2 separate regions of the Anser cygnoides genome follow, and region 2 is linked to region 1. A link is a contact called in public Hi-C data. All regions are on one chromosome and are shown on one strand. The core of a region is the stretch at or near the end of the contact, and the rest is flanking DNA. Distances in the headings are between cores, read along the strand shown.

Region 1 (4,934 bases), core at 1,730-4,229:
TTTCGATGCAGGCGTATTTGAAACATCTTAGCAGGGCTCTGAGTTCCCTGCATAATTTGATGAGCAATAAGTAAGACACAGGTATGCCATGCAAGCAGCAAAATGTTAAAAGGTTATGGAACTGTATTACATCCAGTCATGTGAGAGAACAAATTAACAGTGCTGTTCTTCCAAAGAGACACGGGCTCCGGAGGGAAGATCAAGTTGATCTCACTGGGAGAGTTTAAAAAAAAAAAGACTTGCTTCTTTTATGGACTTGTCAGCTCTTGCCAGTGGGCTGCAGGGACTCAGCTGTTCTTTTAGCTGAATTTGAGTTTACTTTTGAATTTTTTATTTATTTATTTAAATACATGGTAAAATATATCTATGCGTGCCGTGGCATTTCCTGTGCTTGTTTGAGACATCAGTAAAAGAGTCTTAGCACCAAAATCAGTCACTTTGGAATATTTTCCCATTAGTTTGCTCTGTCAGTAAAGTGGGAAACATGACTCCCCAGCATACAATTCCTTCTGATATTCAATCAAAACATCTGAGCTAACATTCATTACTGACACTCAAATTACAGGGCATCTTCTGAATAGCTCACCAGTCCTTTTTTCTTTTTCTTCCCTTCTCTCCTCTACCTCTTTTCCTTTCTCCTCCCCGTCCCCTTTTCTTCCTTTAATGCAATGTGTGATTGTTCCTTGTCAGGCTGGAGCACGTTCCCGTCCCGCTAAGTGTCAGCATGCCGCTATCAGCTTGCAGCAAATTGTGCTTTCCCTGAGCGGTGGCTGATGGAATGAATGGCAGCCCGGAGATAGTCCTGTCCTTCACAATGCAGAAAGGGCGAGAGTTCCCACAACTGCTTTTCCCTGTGAGCGCATTATGGTAGCAGGTCAAGGGAGCAGGGGAGTTGGAGGGGAGAGAGAAGAGAATTAAAAATAATAGTCTGGAATTCTTGGTAGTGTCCTGATTGTAATCAGAAAGAAGCAAACAGTAAGGCCATATAAAAGCCTTCACTCAGAAAAAAAAATTCTCTCTCTTTTTGGAGTATTTGTGGCAGCTGAACCTAGTGTGGTTTTTGCAAGGCTGAGGTTCAAGACTTTAAGTGGTGGATGAAGCTACAGCTGCATCTCCTCCTGCAATCATGGGCAGCAAGGTGATGTTCAGTGGCAGCTCTTGCACCCGTATGAGCTTGTCATTGAATTTCTCCCCACTCATATCCTACAGGTGTTCTGTGCAGAGAGCTTGTCCTCAAAGATTTGCCTTAGCTCCTGACGGTTTAGGAATTCAGAGGCACCAGCACTGCACCAGCTCCTTCTCCATGAGGAATCTGGGGATAAATATGGTTGAACATCTTGGTTTTGTTGCTGTTGTGGTTTGAATGTCACATTTCCCAGGTAATGTGTCCTAAACTGTCCTTCGTCCTCATCTGCTGCTGAGATCCATACTACGGCAGCTGTGGCCACCTGCATTTTCACGATGTTGTTCAGGCCTAGGACTTTGCCCTGCTCGTTCCCATCCAAATGCATCAGCTCCCATATTTCTCTCACATCAGTCAATAGTGCTGTGGGCTGACACACAACCAGGCAGCCTTCGTTCTCTGTAGCAGGATGCTGTTGTGTCTATCCCCCCTCGTTACACCGTTGGCAACTGAAGGTAAAAAGGAATCCAAAACTAAGTAAAAATTGGACTTAGACCAGGATGTCTTGCAAACTACATCCCCCAAATTAACGCATATTAAATGTGGGCAGTAGATTGCATTACACACTGCGTTACGTGGAGCTGCTGATGAAATCTGCACATGGGCCCTGTTTTTCCTTCCAGATGTTCCTCTCGGCTGCTGCACTGAGAGAGGGAGGGAGGAATTGTTCTGGATGAGGCTCCTATCACCTGTCCCACCGAATGGAAAAAGCCCATGAGACTTCTTTTTAGGAAGTGCTGGAGCAATGCCTGCATCATCCTTACTGTTCCCAGGTCGGGACGTGGTAGAGCTGCATGTTGTTGTGCCGTTATGTACAATTAATATGTCTCTTTTTTTTTTCTGTGTCCAGTGGCCACTGCTGGTGCCGCAGCCTGGCCTTGGTCTCTGCCCTCTGGCCTTAGCGTGGCGCAGAGGTGGCGGGGGCACAGCTACAGCACTGCAGAGCATCACCCGACAGCATCTCCGGGACGTCGCTCTGGGGAGCGCCTGGCCACTATTAAACCCTGCCAAAGACTCTGTAAGGCTTTCCTGAAGTGCTGTAAGGCAATAAGCACTTTTTTGCCCTCCTGCCACCTTGAGCAGTAACAGCAGCTGTTACCAAGCCAACAGTAAAGCAAACGAAGCCCTCGCACTGGGGCTGGGAGATGCTGCTAATGATATTCGCTTGCCACGGCTCGGAAGCGCTGGCAGAGCTATCACGGAGCAGTTAGGCATCCCGACCACAGAAACGCTAGATGTTTGTGTGGGGGTGAGTGTCCCCTGGCTATTCGCAAATTCTCTGCCTTTTTGAACCGGAGGCTTTATGAGGAGAACCTGGAGATGATAATAAAATAAGAAACTGGAGACACTTTCCAGGGGCCCCATCTAGCTCCGTCTCTGTTGCCATGCGTGGGAGTTGCACGGGGCTCTGAGCAAACAGACGGTTCCTCCTTACTGCCTGGGTTGGCGGCATATGGCTTTCTAAACGTGTTTAGTTTAGGGGTTTGCATTTGCATCCAGCTCCCAACTTCCAGCAGGTCCCCGTAGCTGCACTTCACCTCCTTGCAAGCACGATGGTCCAAGCGCAGTTCTTGTCTCCTTTGACTGTGTGTTCCTGTAGTACAAGCCACAGCACTAAGCAGGGCCCAGGGAAATGTGGTGGAATCTCAATGCTGTGCTGGCAGGGAAATGTGGTGGAATCTCGGCCCTGCTGGGTCCAGGCTTGCTGCAGGGAATTGACCCTTGTTCTGCTGCTCCTGCTGAGAGCCAAGTGCTGCCGAGGCACAGGGCGTAACTGGCCAGAAAAGGAGGTTGTTGTAGGCCACCAAACCTCTCAATGCAAATAAATGGCAATAAAACAGAGCCAAGAATATGCATGTTCAGTGTTGGTCATGTCCATGGCCTTACTCTTCCCTCACTTGACTGTTTTTATCTTTCTAGGCTATCAGATATTTGGAGCACAGAAGAAATCTCTGTACCAGAGCTACTGCGTTGGGATCTCTATAGAATAATGTTAATTCTTTTGATTTCATTCTTATCCCAAGCAGTGATCTTCTACCCCCAAGCATGAAAGTAGCCTTTGTAATGCTACCTTAGTGAACGCAGCTGCAGAAAATTTCTCTGCCTACTAACGGGCTCTTTCGTCTAGGGTAGAAAGGCATAGCAGGATCCAATGGCTAGGAGCTGAAGCCAGATAAATTCAAATGAGGAATAAAGAGAAAAGATTCACATTTTAAACATTGAAGTTGATTAAGCATTAGTTCAAAGAAAGTGGTGGATTCTTCATATCCACCTGGCCCTAGAACAAGCCTGGAAGCACTTTCCAGAAGATCTGCTTTAGCAGACACAGGTTGTTACGCTCAGCACGGGGTTATTGGGCGAAATGTAATGGCCTGAGATAAACAGGAGGTCAGCCGAGCTGTGCTGATGGCCTTTTCTGGCCCTCAGCTCTACGAACAGCATGCATATGAAAATATGTGCTCTAAAGCAAGCTACTTAAAATGCATGCCTAACTCTAAGCGTGGAAGTTTTCTGGCTCTCTTCGCTGGGACTTGCCTGCTAAATCTAGACTCCTGTCCTGCAGGTTTGATCCGATCCAGCTTGAAGTCAGTGAGGATCTTCTCCCTGGCCACTTCAGATTGAGCTCTCAGACAGGAATAGTTTAGTTCAGCTCCCCAAAATGCGTTTCATGCTAAAACCACTCTGCTCTTGTATGAGCACCGTCTGCTGAAGGATCTTAAAGCATTTTGCAAACATTAATTCGCTGCTTAATTAAACTTAAAACACGATGATCTTGAGCAGATGAGCTTTGTGTCTTTCTTCAAGCACCGTTTATAAAAGGAATAGGTTGCACTTGTCATGCTGATAACAGTGCCTAACTTTCCCGCTTACATTGTGTTTCTAAACCCAGTTTAAGTTGTTTTCCTTCAATACGAACAGTTTTTGGAACAGTTTTTGAAAGAAAAATGCAATCCAAGCACACTTATTTATTTTGTTGGTGGTGCTGGAAATTAGAGTACAAACGCTTTATCTGCATTACAAACACTATTACAAAGTGCTAGAGTGCTTTAATCTATCTTCTAGACTTTTTTTTGTTATTATTATTCATGCTTGAAGTGCTTTATCTTAATGCTCACAGTAGTTACCATAGGCACACACAGCAGCACCAACCCCACTAGAGGCTTTTCTGTGTTTTGTTTTCTTTTTCCTGATGCTCTTATTACTTGGATGACATTAAAGTATAAACAAGCCAACAGATGTGCCCACAACCTGGTAGCTCTCTTGGTGAAAGGAAATAATTGCAGGAAGAGGGGTTTTGTGTGTGTTATTATTGGGACAGTGTCCTAAGTGCTACTAGATGGTGATATTATCAGAAAGTAGATTGGAAAGTGTTGCCTAAAATCACATGGGAGACAGCATATAGCTGCAGGGAAAGGCCTGATGGTGCTGGATTTATGTTTGGGTTGGCTTGATGAATCTTCCAGCCCCTATTCTGAAGCACAGATATGCCTGCCTCCCTCTGGCTGTTAACAGCTAAAGGACGATGGATCTGAAGCTGCAGCACAGAGGAATTACTGGGACTTCAGCTCCCTCCAAATGAACCATCTGCTTAGCAGCCAAGGCAAGTTTAATACAGCAGACCTCTGACTTCCACTATTCAGTCCTTCCCACACATAGAGGGGAAGCTGATAGATGTGGGATAACTGCATTTATGGACAGTGGTTCTCTGTGAAGACAAAGGTCCCGAGAGGGATGTCCTATCTCCTTTGCT
Region 2 (4,792 bases), core at 1,984-4,483, 490 kb after region 1:
GCCGCGTCTGCCTGTGGCTGGCACGAAAACCACGGAGATTGGCCTGAGCTTTTCCCTTGAGACGTTTGCTCAAACCTGGCTTGCAAGCGCAGCCCAGGAAGGCGCTGGGGTACCTGCCTGTGCTTCCCTGCTGCGCCCTTCCCCGGGGCTAACACGGGGCATGGCCAAAGCCGCGTGCCACCGACGGTGCCGGCACCCACGTGTGCCCTGCACAGCCCCACGGCTGCAGCGGGAGGCTCCCGCAGCACGGCCCTGAGCGTGTCGGGGGCTGCAGCCAGCCAAGGAGGGGTTTGTCTCCAGCCCCAAGTCAAACCGGCCGCCCCGGCACTGACGCAAACGCTCGCTCCTCCCGACTTCACGCGGCGTCACGGCGCTCAGCACCCCTCCGGGAGAAGGGCCCACGGCCACGGGAGGGAAGGGACCGGGGCCACGAGGAGCCGCATTCACCTGTCCCCTGCCGTGCCCAGCCATAGGGCTGCTCACCAGCCAAAAACCAGCCAGGAGCACCCAGAGCTCTTCCGTGCGGCACCACCGGTGCCTAACGACGCAATTTGGAGACGTAATTTGGAGACATTAGCAGACCACAGAGCAGCAGCGCAAGGTTTCCATGAATATAACCCCACCAGCCCCGGTCCCAAGCCCACGCAAACCTGGAACCTGCAGGCAGCGAGGGGAGGACCCAGCGCCGGGGCGACCCGTGCCCCCTTCCCACGGCACAGAGGGACTGCAGCACCTCTGCCCCCTTCCCTTCTCCCCCCGCCACGCCAGGGGTGCCGAAGCTGTCCCCCTGGGTGCCGAAGCTGTCACCAGGGGAGCCTTCATGCAGACAAAGCCCGGCGGGACCCAGCGGCAGCCGGATCCTGCAGGCACGGCTCCCCAGCTCGCAGGCAGCCCGGCGGCACGAGCGCTGCAGCACCGGGCTCCTCCGCCCAGGAATTCCCAGCTCGGGGCCGAGCGAAGCTCTCGCCGGCGGTTAACGCTACAGCCAGCAGCAAGTCAAGCAGCAACAAAGGCCCTGACCCGCACCGAGCCTGGAGAATAAACACGCACAACTTTCCCCCATTAAGCCCGATCCGAGGGCCGGATCCTTCCCCTTTGCGCACGGGGTGGGGAAGGCGCAGCACGGCCACGGAGCCGAGCTGCCAGGCACCGCATTCACGCAGCGGGAGCGGGGCTGGGGCCGGCCCCGAGCTCTGCCGGCGCTGCGGCTGGGCTGGCGTGCCGGCAGGGAGGAGGGGAGGCAGCCTCGGCGGCGCAGCACGGCACGGCACGGCACGCAGCAGCACGGCTTTTATTGCCCTCTGCCATTTCAGCCTCTCGCCAGCCCAGCCCCAGCCCCGCCGGAGTTCGGGGGAGTTTGGGTACGTGCCGCAGGGCCCGCTGCCTTCGGCAGGAAAAGTGCTTTGGTTTGCGGGCAGAGGCGAGGGCCGCCTGCCGTAGCTGCATGCGCAGCCCCAGCGCGCACCGAGGCTGATTGCTGTGCTCCGCTCCAAACCTTACGCATCCATTAAAAAAAAAAAAAAAAGGCAAAGCAAAGCCAAGAGGGGAAACTTTAGGCCCTCCAGGCTATCCTTGCTCGCCGCACAAGAGCTCCGGCTGCGTGCGGTACCGACACCGCCACGCTACCAAACCCAACGCCCTCAAAACTTTGATTTTCCGAGCTGCATGACAAAGCCCAGCCGCCGAACGTACACCGAGCATCCGCCCGCAGCCCCATCGGGGAAGCGAGACGCTCAGGCCGGGATGCGCCCGCTGTCCCTGCATCCCTCGAGCACGGATTCGGACCCCGAAATTCCTCAGCACCCGCGCGGCCCCGGCCGCCTCCGGCACGCACCCGCACCCCGCGGGGCAGCAGCAGCAGCCTCCCCTCCTCGCAGCCACTTCGGAAATTATCTGTACATCATCCGGGAGGCTCCTGCCCCGCCGCTGCTCCTCAGCTCCTCCACGTTCCTACCGCATTTCGGTCGCCGGTGTCTCGAGCGAGAGACATGGAGCCGCTCGCTTTGCCTACTGAGCGGATACAAAAGCCCCTGACATTGTTCAGGAAGCAATTAGCCGCTGGTCGGAGGAAAATGGTGTTTTCAGATGGATAACCTTTGATGTAGTCAATAGCTTCGTCTCCTCCTTTTTTTTTTTTTCTTTTTTTTTTTTTCTTTTCGGCCTCACACAAAAGAAAGAGGGGGGAAAAAAATAATAATCATAATAATAAAAAAAAAAAATCCGGCGAAAGGCTGGGGATTCGCTCCGACACAGCCCTCGCTCAGCAAAAAGGGATCTGGCGGCGAGGCGGGGGAAGGCAGCCCGACAATGCAGCTCATCCGTCCAACTTTTCTCCCCGCCGCGTCCCGGAGCCCGCACGGAGGAGCGGGAACATCCATCTGCGGGCTCGCAGGTCCCGCTTTTGTTTCGCCCTCCCCGAAGCACGGCCGAGCGGGGCGGGGGGAGCTCAGAAGTGAGGGTACTGCCTGCCTTCTCCTCCCCATCCACCTCCTCCTTACCCAGTGACCTTCATGTTAAGCCCTGCTTACACCCCGGCCCCCCCCCCCCCCCCCCAGCGCTTCCATGGGGGCAGCTCTCAGCCCTCAGAGGCCGGGATTTTGGGGTTTTTTTGGGGGATTTTCCTGCAGCACAGCACCGGGGGGGGGGGGACCGGGGGCACCCAGCCTCGGGGGGGCACCGCCACGGAGGGGAGCGGGGGGGGCGGCAGCAGCCTCCGGGGGGGCTCTGCCCCCCGACGGGGCTCTGCATCGAGGGGAGGGGGAACCCGCCCGGCCCCCCCGCAGCGGCTCTGCGGCTTCGGGGACCCCAAAAAGCCCGAGCCCAGCCCCCAAAACCCCGGCTGCGGGGGGGGGGGGGCGCCGACCCCTGCCGGCCCCGCGGGGCGCAATGCGGGGCTGGCCGGGGGGGGGGGGGGGGGGGGGGGGGGAGCCGCACCCCCTCCCCATTTCGCCTTTTTTTTTTTTATTAAAAAAAAAATGGGGGGGGAGGGGGGGGGGTTGCGGGAAGCCCGATTTCACCCCCAAAACGAGAAATAAAACCGGCGGAGGAAAGTTGCCAGCCGCGTTACTCACGCCTCGGGTCCCCGCTGGCTTCAGCCCCGCCAGCCATAACCGCATTCCAGCCGGGGCCCGCCGCCGCCTCCTCCTCCTCCTCCTCCTTCTTCCTCTCTCCTCCTCCTCCTCCTCCTCCTCCTCCCCCTCCGGCCGCGGCCCGCCGCCCTCCCGCCTGCCTCCCGCCGCCGCCGCCGCCGCTGCCCCGCATGAATGGGCCGGCGGCGCGGGGCCCCGACGGAACGCCGCCCGCCGCGCGCCCCCGCCGCCGCGCGCACGCGCACGGCCGCGCCGCCGCTGCCAGCACCGGGGCCGGGGCCGGGGAAAAGGGGGGCGGCGGCGGCGGCGGCGGCGGAGCCCGGCCGAGCTCCAGGGGGCGCCCGCGGAGCTCCGCGGGGAGAGGCGCGGCCCCGCCTTGCTGCTCCCTCTTAAAAGGGCGATGGAAGGGGGGGGGGGGGGGGATGTGGGGAGCGGGGGGCGGTTGGGGGATAGATGGGGGGGGGGGAGCCGCAATGGGGAGGGTCGTCCGCGAGGGGTGTGGGGGGGCTGCCCGGTGGTGTGTGTCTGCTCCCGAGGCGCTGCGCCCAAGCGTGGGGCGGTGGGGACGGCGGCACGCGTGGCCCCCTCGCTTGCGGGGTGCCCCAAAGCGCCAGGCACGCGGCCATCTGTGCAGAAGGCGAGGGGCAGGACGCTCGTGGACACCGCGGTGGAGAGAAGGAGGAGGTTTGGGGGATATAACCCCCGTACGGGGCGGTGGAGGTCAGGGAGGTGCCGCTGCGCCCTCCTGCCCCACGGCCACCTCAGGCTGCGGTGCCGTGTTACGCCGTGCTGCCATCTTGGACCCTGCGCACGGCCACCCTCATGAGGACGCCCAGGCTGGACCCACAAACCTAGACATGGCTCCCTCACAGAGCTGCACATGGCGCCATCAGAGACCTAGACACAGCTCCCTCATGGCCCTACATACGGCTCCCTCACTGCCCTAGACGTGGTTCCCTCACCGCCCTAGACGTGGTTCCCTCACAGCCCTACACATGGCTCCTTCACAACCCTACACATGGCTCCCTCACAGCCCTACACAAGGCTCCCTCATGGCCCTACACAAATCCCTCACAGCCCTACACATGGTTCCCCCATGGCCCTATACACAGCTCCCTCACAGCCCTACACATGGTTCCTTCACAACCCTACACATGGCTCCCTCACAGCCCTACACAAGGCTCCCTCATGGCCCTACACAAATTCTTCACAGCCCTACACATGGTTCCCTACACACAGCTCCCTCACGGCCCTACACATGGCTCCTTCACAGCCCTACACACAGCTCCCCCACGGCCCTACACACGGCTCCCTCAGGGCCCTACATACAGCCCTACACAGGGCTTCCTCACAGCCTCTCCCTCCTGGAGGGCCCGGCACAGCCTCCCCGGCCGCCCTGCCCAGCCCGGCCCAGCCCAGCCCGGCGGCAGGGGCAGCGGGCGGCCGGGAGCCACCTCAGCGCAGCGCCGCCGGCCCGGCGGCCATCCCGCCGATAACGGCAGGACTTTGTTCTGCGGAGCTGCCAGCTCAGCATCTTTCCACTGGCACCGCATCCACGCCGCTTATGACTAAAATCACAAAGGGGAAATATAGTAAAAGCCATAAAAGAGATGAATGGGTGGTCTGAGTTAATTATTTGTCTTTTTAAAACACGTTCAGCGCCAGCCATTTTTATCATCTTCATTATCCCCCTTTATTCATTT

Evidence for each region. Hi-C and Micro-C count contacts between places; a contact is called where the count stands out from the background.
Region 2: a contact with region 1 is called in a Hi-C map of liver, with 1.7 times the contacts expected there. The contact joins the promoter of PLXNA1 here to the enhancer-like site in region 1. A contact is called at or near these places in 2 of 7 Hi-C or Micro-C datasets (granulosa cells and liver).

Annotation. Positions count from the first base shown.
Region 1 is chr10:13,221,917-13,226,850 of Taihu_goose_T2T_genome, forward strand. It overlaps LOC106045078 (a long non-coding RNA gene), which reads left to right. Exons shown (of 3, transcript XR_001212605.3): 3 at 1,807-4,028. Among named protein-coding and RNA genes, the nearest start is that of TXNRD3, 24 kb to the left of the region's middle. Within about 2 kb of position 2,980, at least 1 of the 3 cell types and tissues checked has open chromatin away from gene starts, as enhancers often do. A contact at or near this core is called in liver, where this site is marked.
Region 2 is chr10:13,707,080-13,711,871 of Taihu_goose_T2T_genome, forward strand. It overlaps PLXNA1 (plexin A1), which reads right to left and starts at 3,234. Exons shown (of 32, transcript XM_067003462.1): 1 at 3,072-3,234.